Linked DNA regions of Gossypium hirsutum: region 2 is linked to region 1. Evidence: chromatin contacts called from public Hi-C data. All regions are on one chromosome and are shown on one strand. Each heading gives the region's core, a stretch centred on a gene start, on an enhancer-like site or on the middle of the called end of the contact. The rest is flanking DNA. Distances are from core to core; before and after follow the strand shown. Region 1 holds the start of LOC107950517 (thylakoid lumenal 19 kDa protein, chloroplastic). Region 2 has its middle 12 kb from the start of LOC107950563.

Region 1 (6,584 bases), core at 2,412-4,911:
TCATCTTTAACCCTAGGTTAGCTGAAGTTCTCGAGCTTTAAGTTTGATTGTGCGGACCAAAATGCCCTTGTTTTGTGTTTAATTTCTGTCCCAGAGTCGATGTCACTACACATTAAGACTTGTGTCATGACATAGCATCCAGTATGCTCTTCTGTAGCCATCTTCAGGGGTATGTCGCAACACCCTTAGTCTGCGCCGCGACATCGAAGGCAGACTTAAGTTTTCTTCATTTTGTTCTCTATGTTGCAACATCAATCCTCCCTTGATGCAACATAGCATTTAGTATCGTCCTAAAATGCCTTCTAATTGTCTCCTGCACACTCACAAAGTACGTTAGCTCTCCCTTGGGCCTCATTCGACCCTTAGGATCAATAAAAGACTCAATTTGCACATTTTATTGAGTGTAAGTAAAACTAAAGAAATTTAACTAAAATGTAATGAAAATGTTTATATTCAGGCTCTTTAAGTGTGAAAACTAGCTCAATCTGCTACACTGAATTATGACATATCAAAAGGCTAGACACATTAGGTTCTATTGCTATAAGTTAATGAAAGATCAAAGGATGAGAAAAACAATGCATGTCTAAGCTAATTTTGCAACATTGAAAAGAACATCACTTAGACAACATGTTTGCAACAAGACGAACTTGAATGATAAAACAAAGAGAATGATTTTTCATTACTTTGGGAAGGTTGCCCTTATTAAGCCTTATTGTTTCAAGTTGAAAAAGGACTTGTAGGAAGTTAAATATGGTGCAACAGTTCTTCAAACAGTTGTCTAGATAGTTGTTTAGTCAAGAACAAGAATAAGATAGTTTGGTGTGAAGTGAGTTTGGGTGAAAAAAGATCAGACACATTTGAGTTATAAAGATTAGCAAATTATTGATGATCGTATGAAACATGAGGTTGCAACTCATGTTGATAATATGGAAAACTTTTTGAAAATCAAACATGCTCCATTGCGTGGAAAAGGTAGTACCTCATCCCCTTGAATAAACTCAAGGCAAACAAACAACAAAAGCATAGAGTAAGAGGGAGTAAGTTTGTTGATTTTAGTATAGTCTAGTTCATTTCTATCTTGACTATGGTTTATGAATTTGAGATTTATTTCAATGTTTTATTTGGTATCTCTTGTGTACTGATGACATAGTGATAGGGGAAGTATATACCATTTGCTTATGTTTTGTCAAAAAGTCAAAGAGGGAGATCGTAAGGACCAACCTGATCAGTCACTTGTTTAAACATCTGATTAGTCAAGAAGTTGAGAAAACCTAGGTGGTTTTATTTGTTGGCTTATTTGACTTGGGTTTTTTCATATGTCCCAAAAGCAAATGGACTTTAAAGACGTGTTTTATTTTGCCTCATAGTCATAATCGAAGTTGGAGTTTTTGAAGAAGTTGAGGTCGACTTGACTTTGTGGATAAAGCTTATGATTATCCTTTGCACTTGTCTTGACTGTTTTCAAGGAGATTAATTTTGCATCATTTTGGGATTATTATTAAAGATAATTCAAGAAGATATTCATATTATAATTTAGAATTTTACTTTATCAAGACTACTTTAAGAAGCTATTAAATTTAGCCTATAAATAAGTTGTTGTGCCGCACACACTGGGTGTGTCTTTGGAGTGCTTTTAGCTGGTTATTTGTGTTTCTACACTCTTGTGTTTGGCATTTTATTGGAGAGTTTATACTTGATTTAAGTGAGGTTTTTAGGTGAGTGATTTGTAATGGTTGGGACTAGTGTTGGGGCTACATTTATTTTTTTTGTATAAGGGTAAATTAGGTTTTAGACAATAATTAATCCGGAAAAGTGTTGAATAAGAATTGGAAAAAGAGCGAACCAAAGGTTCTTCCATGTATCTTTACCAACTTAGAAAACTATTAATCGTTGAGCCTGCCATGACATAAACTTGAATCGCCGCTCATTGCTCATGGAAAACATGTCTCATCGTCCTGCCTTTCGAAGAATATTGCTAGACCACAAGTTGCCTCTGTTATGAGAGTTGGGCCTGTTTCGCTTTACGAGTTTTTATATTTGTTTGTTTTTGTTTGGATTTGAATTAATCTAGTCTAATGGTTTCTGTTGTTTTGGCCAATTGATCGTTTGTGGGGGTTCATCTATGAACCTTTGTTTATCTTTGTTCTTGAATCTGAATGCCAAATGAATGAATGACTATTCATCTTGAAAAGAATATGATATCAGTTTGGGTTTATATTAGACAATATAACATCAAACTTAAAATTAGTTAATTGGGGTAATATTACACATTTCACTTAAAGACGAAATGGGTAATTAATTAGGTAATATTACACATTCCTTTCAAGTGCTCAACAGCTTTGAGAGTGAAAACTATGGTGTATGTCCATGAATGCTGAATTCTTTCAGGTGTTGTGCACTAGTATAATTGTAAGTAACATATACAAGTCATAATGTTGTTCATTAATGGGGAGCTCGCATAAAGAAAATTGCACTCAGTTCTGGTCTATTGTGAACAAAACTTAAGGTAAAATTATGCTTATCCAGAAAAGATTATGTTGCAATAAAAAAAAAAGGAAGGTAGAGCAACAAACAAAATATATATAAAAAGATGTAAAATAGCTTTGCTTATATATAAAAATGGCATTGCCTCATACATATATATAAAAAGAGACAGAGAAGGAGAGGAAGAGAAAGAAAGGCTCAAAAAGACTAAAGACGAGTGAATTACGATGATCCAACAGTCTTGAAGGATTCATGAATGTGCCTTAAGGTGTCCTCATCGCGTTTCCACTCAGGCGCCGGTGCATTGACAAAATGAGCATAAAGCTTGTTCTTTGCGCAAGTGACTGCAATCAAACTATGCTTACCAATTCCATCAATCTCGTACACATAATAAAGCTGTCCATTTTCGTCTTTCTTCTCCTCGGAGACCAAGCTGTCGGCCCCGGCAATCAAATCCTGCAACTCCACGTCTGATAATGCCAAGTTGTTCAAAATCACGTCTTTGGGGGCTAATTGCCTGAACCCAGCCAAGAATGTTAAGTACTCTTTCTCTTGTCTTTTCTTGGGGTTGTAGAATTCGCTGTCCGTCCCGTTGGTGCCCTTTTCAACTTTGGAAACTAAACGCTCTTTCCATCCGTCGGGGACATCATAGACGTACTCGGCGGAGGCTTTCTTGTCGGAGTTTCCACCGTAGCCTCCGTAGTTGGCGGCACTGGCGGCGGTTCCGTAGTAGACGTTGTATGAATCAGAGGCAATGGAGGAGGGAGGGGAGGTTAGGAGTAAGGTGGTGGTGGCTAAAGCGGTGGTTAGAGCGGTGGTTAGAGGCTTGGGGAAGAAGAGGAGCGGCGGTTTCAGATAAGGGGTTTTAGGATTGGCGGTGGAGGAAGAGAGAATGGAGGGAGATGGAGAAGAGGATAGGGTTGCCATGGGAATTGGAGAGATGAGTGGTTCTCTTTTCGTCTTTAAACCTTACACTAATTTATCTGTCCCAAGATTTTCCTTATCCCAACTTTTGTTTTAATTTTCTTATTTTACATATTTTTATTTCTTTAGTTCAAATATTATTATGCAACTTGAGGAAGTAAAATTTCTAATATACTTCTGGATCTCCTCATCCACCTATCACCAACTTAATCCAATTATTATTCTTTTTAGTTCAAATTTTAAAAAACACCCTTTTTTTATAATTAATTGATTAACTTATGTTTACTTATTTTTCTATCCTATTTCACATTAATTAACTCCTAAACTTATTTAAAATGAATTAATAATTACATAATGCTAGACATTCGATTTCCATATTCTTAATTCTTTTAATATACAATATTTTGTTTTTAGATATTATTACTTAAAATCCTTGTCGCCTGGTAGCAGAAAGCCCCGATACATATAAGTGTGTGTAGAAAAATCTTTTTATTAGTCATCAACTTAATTCATATTGCTAAGCCTCTCCATCGTATTACTTCTTCGTGGGTTATAGTGCACTGCATAAATCAAGCCCATTACTACAGGCTGCCAAGGGTTCAAATAATGCTGCTTTCTCAACCTGTACTTCCGATGGCTTCACCCACCATCATAGTATATACAAAGAAACTAAAAACAATATAAATGGTAGTGTATAAATTGACAACTACTTTCTCCCAATACCTACGGTCAATGCTATTATTAAAATTTCAGCATACCACTCGGAAATCCGCCATAATACAGCAGTGGCATCTTGTATGTTATGCCTAAACAAACCATATACAATATCACCCATTGGTCTCAAAATGATGGTTCGCTGTCATCGTTTGAGTGAAAAAAATAAAATAAAATATATGAAAAGCAAATCCAAAATTTACTTGGTAAAATTTAAACAACTGCGAATAACATGAGCTATACTAGTAATAATATTCAACGTCTTTATCTTTGTGATGAAACCCGGCAAAAAAACTGACGGTCATTCTGGTCTCCTCAGCCAGCTGCCCCAGCAGCACGTTTATCACTTTCACCTTGCTCCTCTCTAGCAAACTCTTCTATTAATTCCCGTTGTCTTCCCGTCAGATTCCTGTACATAAATCGAGTAAATTTGCTTTCAACTGCGAATATGCTCCTAGAAACATGGATTTCGATGGACGATGGAACAACTTCAGAAATTTTTGGCATATAAAACTTACTTTGGGATGCTAACATTGAAATGCACATATTGATCACCAAATGAGTATGAGTTCCTTGTTTTAATTCCTGTTGACAAACATACACAAATATATCGAAGATAATGCAAGTTAAATCAAAGACAGTTACGATAGGAAGAGGGATTCAATTGCACATGAAAAAGAAGACCAACAGATTTCAAATTTTAGATATATGAAAGAAGGTCCGGGGTCTAGAATTTAGAGTTTTGAGTTTTTAGTGTTCTCATTTTTACTTATCAATGAAATTAAATAACAGAATTCAACTCAAGCAAATTAAAATAGAATACAATAAAGTTACCTATAAAGAAAAGAGAAAAGAAAATTTTAATCCCAGACTTTCAAAGGTGAAAAGACAAAACTAGAAAATTTTATGCATTCAAATAGGTAAAAGCAGTTCTTGAAACATGAAAAAATGAATACACATACACTCTGGCATTTGAATCAAATGGCAGGTGCATGAATCCCTACTCAAAGAGGGGCTTTTGAAATTCCTCCCCAAGTCAAAAAAATGGTTACACTAAATTTAATGAAATAAGGCCCTTTATGTTTATCATGAGAAAGGCATTTTCAGAAACATATCAAAGTCAGGTAAGATTACTAATTTACTAGTATGGACCACAGTTAAAAGATCAATGAGAATTTCTTTTTCTATACCAACTTGGAAAAGGAACCAAATATATATCTATCTTATTCCCAGATTTTTTTCCATACCTTTATTCTTTAGAACAACCTTCTGGCCTGGTTGAGTGCCAGGACGGACCTGCAAATTGAAAGCAACATAGATTAGAAGCCTCAACTAGAAATTAAAGGTCCCTTTCTAAGCTTTACACAATCATACACAATTTCCAACAAACCTTGAGCACAACATCACCGGTAAGAGTTGGGACCTGGATGGTTCCTCCCAAGATTGCCTGCAAAAAAGGGAAAAAAAATCAAATTAATTCATTTGTCAGATAGAAGGACCAGTCTCACCAGGAGGACATATACAAAAGGCATACTGAAGCAAACAATAGGATATAATCCCAGAGTTAACAAACCCCTTAGTCATTGCTTAAAAAGATTTAAAAAGAAATGCACAGTTAGAAAATCCAACAAAGTTATTTGACAGTGTATGACCATCTAAAGCAGAGAAACAAGCCATAGAAGATAAGTGATTTTTTTATTGAGCTATCAAATAAAGGCGTTGCTAAAGACCTCCACACGTGAGCCACTTAATAGGTCATTTCAAAAATATTCAAATTCCAGTTCTACCTGAACAACACTCAAAACAGCATCCACGTGAACGTTGGCACCTTCTCTACGAAAAACTGGGTCTTGCCGGACCTGCAAATATAAACATGATTAATGAAGACAACAATCCTTAAGAAATGGAAAACAAAGACAGTTGGGCATCAGCAACTGCAAGGGTAGACGGCCAAGAACAGTCTACTAACAAAAGAAGGGTAAGGTAAATTTCGCTCAAGGGTGAAGAGTTGGACTTGTAATTTGAAAGAATCCTGCTGACTAAGGTAATGAACAAAAGGGGGGGGGGTTACACAGTAGCAATGACGGCCAATAATTTGAATTCATTTTTCTATCATAACCATCTGAAACAGCATTTATGACATCCAAATCTTCGACTACTAATGCCTACTACAACCTATCCCACGCCATATTGACTGCTTTAAATTGCTACCACATTTAAAGCATAACCAGATTCGGCCAATAGCAGGCACTTAGTGTTACCATATGAGTGCCACATTCAATCACCAATCTTTTAAGTCTACATTAAAGCCTAGTTCTAAAATTGTTGCCCCTACCACTGCTTTCTTTATCAGTACATCAATCGTTTTACGAGTATTACTCTGGCCACCAGTACTACCGTCTTTGCCAACTGCATCCACCATTCACCATTTTTTAAGCTTACAAACACACCCACCCAAATGA
Region 2 (6,584 bases), core at 2,421-4,920, 39 kb before region 1:
CCGTTGCTTTTTCAGCTCAACCTCTGCCTTCATTTTTGCTACTGCTTCAGCAGCTAATATTTGAGCTTCAATCTTTGCCTTTTCTGTGAAGGTTCAATCATCATCTATAAGATCTCAGGGCACACTATTGCCTCACAAATACTTAACCAACTTAAAACTACTACTACTAATAGAAACTGGTCCCTGTATGCACCAGAAGGACTAATATTCCTAATCACTCAAAACATATCTCCAATTACCATTAAATATAGATATATATCAAGCCAACCAAACAAATCATTTCATTTCTCTCATTCAAAGATAACCTAAATATACTAGCACATCAAACATGAAAGAAAGCGAAACTGTGGAATTTGGTTTCAAATTTATTATCACATAGGAAGGCACATATTGCATCATCCTGATAAGATTGGAATGGCAGACACAAGCAAGAAAACAAGCTAAGTTTTTTAACAGTTCAGAGATTAAAGTAGTTCAAATTCTATAATGGCAAGTAAAAAGAATTTAAGTGAACAAGTTATTTGATAGAGAGCTTCACTTCATCTTTTTAATTCTATTTGATGAGAGAATTAGAAGACCTTTTCGTGTTAGCAGCCAAAATAAAACTTTACATGATCCAGTAGTGCCTTCTTCTGAGCTTTCAGAATATATAAAAACACGGTTTATCATATTTCATGAATTAATGTTATCAAATTTCATTCCTGTGGAAACCATGTATATAAATAAAACAAAATAAGAATAAATTGTAATAGATTAATACATGTGATTAAAAGTATTAATTGATTAATTTGCTTCTAAAATCTTACATTTCATCTTAATTCCTGAATGCTCCTTTACTTTTTATATAAAAAGAATTGTTGCAAAAATTCCATGAATACACAACATTTTTACTAAATTAAGCATGCATAAATAAAATCAACGCCAGAACATAATTAAATCCATGTCTTTTTTTAGCATGCGTACATACACATAAGCATATTTGCATATCACATCATGTAATACACATGTCTTAAAACATTCTCATTCGATCACCTAAAGTAAGTAAATAATGAAACCTTGTTTTCATCACTCACTAGTATCAATTTGATCTTTCTATTTCCTAGCTTTAGCTAATATACCTTGGTTAACAGAAAGTAGAGTGAACTTACGTGTTATCCGAGATGCAACCGATATGATAAGCTTCAGGGGCATTAGAACCTTGATCTAATGTTGAGGAAATAGATTGAGTCGATGATTGTTTTGAAACAGAAAGAGTTCGATAAGGACGATGTACAGGAGGTAAGATTAAAGCTGATTGCCTGTCCATTGCCAATAGCCGTTCGCATTTGTTGTACCAAAAGGTTCATCGTTTTATTACCAGAGAAGAATACAAGCTAAGGAGAATTATTAGAGAATGAGAAAAAAAATGAAAGAGAAAGCAAACCATACTTGCAGACTTTGGTGAATAAAATTTGGTAGCTGCATATCCAGTGCTACAAAAGGAAATGCATACTTACATTATTAGCACGAAATAGCTGCAAAAAATTGAATAAGTGTTCACATCACGACTAGAATTTTAGCCCTCTCGAGATGGCTGCACATTACAAGGGAAAATTGACACAACAATATAAAAACAATACAAAAAAGACAGAGCAATTGATGTTCACAAATAACCTGGTAGCACCATATATTATAGACTTGCATAGCTTCATTGCATACTCAACCAGTGTAAAAAGATTGTCAACACAAACAATTATCTTATCACCACGCTCAAACAAACAAACAAATAAAAATATAACATGTAACACGTTGCACTCACCTCTTCTAATAGTCGCTCCTTTTCTTCCAACTCTTCAGCAGTTAACGGGTCTCTCCTTTCTAAATACACAAGACTTAGTAAAACAGGCCTAAAGAAGATTGTGTATCATAAAGAAACAGATTATATGGCAAAAGTAAAATACCTTCAGGTTCATCCACACCAATAGTGTCCTTTACCTGATTCTTCTAATGTGTTTGCTGATTTTAATTGAAAAAAAAAATCCAGTCAAAAGATAACTCCTTCTTCTACATTCTTCTACGTTTAAATTTAAACTCGCAGCATCTCTGAAAAGATCTTTCAAGGTTTTCACATAGAATTCCAACATGGTGAATACCAACAACTCCATAATTTGCATCAATGACAATACTTAAATGTAATTCCATCCAAAATTGAAGAAGCATCAGATGTAGGAGAAAGCAACAAATATAATATACACTTTATTTTGCTTGTAAAGTCCACCGTAATGTGGCAAACTATGAACTACGGCACCAAGGCAACTGCATTTTGGATTCAATTCTCATCAAAATAACCTACAGAGAGAGATTTTGCATTTATCTTTTGTTATAAACAAATTAGGAATGAAATACAGATGGCATGTTAATTTCCTTTGATTATTTTAAATAAAAAAAATTCAAAGATGCTTCAAAAGCCAGATGAACTATAACAGGGTTAGAACTGATGCCAGTTTCATTCTCCATATTTCAGCTCTGAATAGCTTAAGAGAAACCATGGCTTCCAAGATTGTTTTCCCTGAAATCAGATATCTAATGAGATAGCAAGCAGTTACCTATCTTGTCACTGATTCTAGCCGATTCTTTGTCAAGTACATTTCCTTCAACTGAACCAGCAGCTTTGGGCTTGAAACTTAACCTTTGACATCTTCCATTTCCAGGAAAAGTATGACAAATTTTGGAGGGTGTATTTGCAGATACGACACTTGAACGATTCAACTGCAAACCAAAAGAAAAAGAAAAAGAAATTGAAGAACAACGGTATTAATAAGAAAACTATCGAACTCAAGCATTGTCTCAATCTGTGTAATCAAAGAGTCTACTCTAGAATTCGAATTGCAGCTCTCCTAACCCTAAGACCATGGAAAACAGAATTAACCATGGAAAACGTAGAGGATAAAAAATAAAGTATCATTTGCACTCTGAATTTGACAAATTTTTTATTTCAGTTTTTGAAGTAAATAGTTGAGCCAATCACAAATTATATGCACGACATAGAATCCAAATTTAAAGGATCGAATTATGAAATTTGTCTTTTTTAGAAAAATCATGTAGAGAAAAATAAGGATCAAATTCAAGGAATAAATAAAACAGCCGCCTATGAACATCCAAGAAACTTCATTGTACAAACAATAAAAAGTCAAATTCAGAAATTGTAGTTAAACAAGAGAAACGGCAGCAGGTTCTAAGAAACAAAGCAGAGAAATGGAGAACCAGACTTCAGATTGGGACCTGAAGAACCAGAAATCTGGGTTTTCAAGCAAGGAAGTTTTATCTGGTGGTGAGAGATTATGCAGAAAAGAAGTGGAGATTTTGATGGGGAACCTGGGGATTTTTTGCAGCCAAGAAAGTGAAGAATAGTTGAATGAATCATACGATTGTGAGGAGATTTCAAGGTTGTTTGAACAAGAGCCAAGCTTGGAAAAAGTGAAGCAAGCTTTTGATGTTTTTGATGTGAATAAAGAAAAGAAAGCATACCTTTTCACTTCTCTTCATTTTCTTTATCTATCACCTCCTCTTCCTCCGGTTTCTCGTCATCTAGGGTTTCATCGGTAAACTGATCCGTCTCTTTGATGACCCTTACTTCAAGCACCAACCCAAGACTCTGCTCTTACTACCACCAAAAGGGGGTCAACCGAAGCTAGGTTGAAGTAGAAGATCTTTCTTTTACGGCCGGCTTCTTCCGGCAATTAGTGGAGGAAGCAGTCAGGACAAGCTCCAAGCTACGGACTTCTGGCAATTAGTGTAGGTGTATTGACTTGGTGCTGCTGGAAATGGGAAATTTGGGGGCAAATTTTGAGAGTTATTTGGGGGATTTAGGGACTAACGAGCGGGTAATCAAAAATTGGTGATTTTTTTTGCGGCGTTTTCACTAAAAACGCCATTATAACTTAATTTTTTAACTGTTGATTAATTTTAAATTTTTTTATTTTTCTCTTTTGAATTTTTTTTAATTTTGAATATTGAACTTTTTAATTGAAATATGGACTAAAATATTAAATTTTAAATTTTTAAGTTTTTATTTTTAATTTTTTTATTTTTAAATTTTAAATTTTAAATTTTTAAATTTTTAAATTTTTATTTTTTGAGTTTATTTTTTATTTCAGTTTAATGTGTAATTGTAGACGTGAAATTCTAATTGTGATTTAAATGTATAGTTGAAACTTTAATTTTGATTTAATCATACACATTTAAAAAAAATAAATACATCAATATATTTTTATATTGAATAAATATAAATATTTATGTATCCATGCAATATATGAATATAAAATGATGTTATATCAATAGTTGTGTAAAAGAAAATAAAAAAACGTGGAGACACAAATATATATTTTAAAAAGAAAATGAGTTACAATTAAAAAACGTGGAGACACAAATGAGTGCAGAGAATTTTCGTTCGTATAAATAAATATATATTTTAATTAATCAGTATAGATAAATATTAAAATAGTATAAACAAAAAACTATTAATAAAATTTAAAGGTAAATTTATCATTTAAAACATTTTCCACAAAATATCCCTTCAATCCATTAAACAATATAACACCTTATTAATATATAAAAAATATTTTTTATCAAAATCAAGATATCTATTATTGATAACAATAATTAATTATAGGGTTTAGGATTTAATTATTGAATATGATTCACTTGAGATTAACATACTATATACCCATGGCCATTAAACCTTAAATCATAAAACCCTAAACTATAGACCTTAAACCTTAAATATTAAACCGTAAACCAAAAAATAAATTTAATCAATATTAAGTATTGTTTCCATAATTTATTATGAACATAAGCTTTTACATTAATATATATGTTATACATATCAACATCCATGTGATGTTTTTTGGAGTTTAGGGTTTTAGAAGTTATAGTTTAGTGTTTAGGGTTTTTAAGGTTTATGGGTTTAGTATTTTAGGGGTTATAGATTAGTGTTCATGATTTTTTTGGGGTTTAGGGGTTTTAGGGGTTATATTACTTTTAGTGGCGTTTTACCAAAAGCGCCGCTATTGCTCCACTAAATAAAGCGCCGCTATTACTCTGTTTTTAGCGGCGTGTTAACAAAAAACGCCGCTATTGCTCTGTTTTTAGTAGCGTGTTAATAAAAACGCCGCTATTGCTCTGTGTTTTACAATTTTTGCAGCGTTTTTTGATAAAACGCCACTAAAAACGCCGCTAAAACCCTATTTTCCTGTAGTGTACCTAACTTATCTCTTAAAGACTCTTCCAATAAAGAAAATCAAAAGCAGGTAGAGCATCAGATTAATACAGAGTCGACTCCTCAAGCCAGTACAAAAATTAAGAATAGAGTTGCTTCTTCACCACAATACCCTATCGCTAAAAATAGAACTAGAAGAAAAATTAAACTTCCAAAGAAGTATGCCGAGGCTGATCTAGTTGCTTATGCTTTAAATGTGGCTGAAGATATAGATGCGAATCAAGAGCCATCTAATTATTCTGTGGCAGTTAGCTGTAAAGACTCAAAAAAGTGGATGTTTGCTATGCAAGAGGAGATGGAATCACTCCACAAAAATAGAACATTGGTTCTTGTGAAACTTTCTAAAGGTAAAAAGATTGTTCGTTGTAAATGGGTGTTTAAAAAGAAAGAAAGGACTCCAGGAGTTGAAGAACCTAGATATAAAGCAAGACTTGTTGCAAAGGGTTACAGTCAAATTCCAGTAATTGACTTCACAGATGTGTTCTCCCTAGTTGTTAAGCATAGTTCAATTTGAGCTTTGCTTGGTATTTTGGCCATGCATGATTTGGAGCTTGAGCAGTTAGATGTAAAATTTTATTTTTGCGTGGAGAACTTGAGGAAGATATTTACATGCAACAACCAAAGGGTTTTATAGTCTCAGAAAAAGAGGACTATGTTTGCTTGTTGAAGAAGTCCCTTTACGGTTTGAAACAGTCATCAAGATAGTGGTACAAGAAGTTTTATTTCTTTATGACTTCTCATGATTTCAAAAGAAGTAGTTTTGATAGTTGTGCTTACTTTAAGAAAAATAGTGATGGTTCTTTTGTGTATCTACTTCTTTATGTTGATGACATGTTGATAGCAGCAAAAGATAAATGAGAGATAAGAAAGGTCAAAGCCCAACTCAGTGAAGAATTTGAGATGAAAGATTTAGGACCAGTAAAGAAGATACTTGGTATGGAGATTTTCAGAATAGAAAGCAAGTAAATTGTACCTAAGTCAGAAGGGGTACATTGAGAAAGTTCTTTGCAGGTTCAATATGCAGAGTGCTAAGCCTGTTAGTACTCCTTTAGCAGCCCATTTTAGACATTCATCGGCTTTGTCTCCACAATCAAATAATAAGATTGAGTACATGTCACATGTTTCATACTCTAGTGCAGTGGGATCTCTCACGTCCATATTTATCATATGCAGTCAATGCAGTTAGCAGATACATGGCGAATCCCGGTAAAGAACACTAGAAAATAGTTCAGTGGATTTTAAGATACTTATGAGGTACTACTGATCTTTGCTTACAGTTTGGAAGAACTAGAGATGGAGTCATTGGGTATGTTGATGCTGATTTTGC

The links. Hi-C and Micro-C count contacts between places; a contact is called where the count stands out from the background.
Region 2: a contact with region 1 is called in a Hi-C map of fibers, with 4 times the contacts expected there. The contact joins the enhancer-like site here to the promoter of LOC107950517 in region 1. A contact is called at or near these places in 4 of 34 Hi-C or Micro-C datasets (fibers, leaf and petal).

What each region holds. Positions count from the first base shown.
Region 1 is chrA08:7,795,825-7,802,408 of Gossypium_hirsutum_v2.1, reverse strand. LOC107950517 (thylakoid lumenal 19 kDa protein, chloroplastic) reads right to left here and starts at 3,661. Exons shown (of 1, transcript XM_016885381.2): 1 at 2,582-3,661. The coding sequence starts at 3,411. The coding sequence ends at 2,707. LOC107950509 (chaperone protein dnaJ GFA2, mitochondrial) reads right to left here. Exons shown (of 18, transcript XM_016885368.2): 14 at 5,910-5,981; 15 at 5,513-5,569; 16 at 5,370-5,418; 17 at 4,641-4,707; 18 at 4,119-4,531. The coding sequence ends at 4,438.
Region 2 is chrA08:7,834,432-7,841,015 of Gossypium_hirsutum_v2.1, reverse strand. No RefSeq gene overlaps it. Among protein-coding and RNA genes, the nearest start is that of LOC107950563, 12 kb to the left of the region's middle. Within about 2 kb of position 3,670, at least 6 of the 9 cell types and tissues checked have an H3K27ac peak or open chromatin away from gene starts, as enhancers often do. A contact at or near this core is called in fibers, where this site is marked.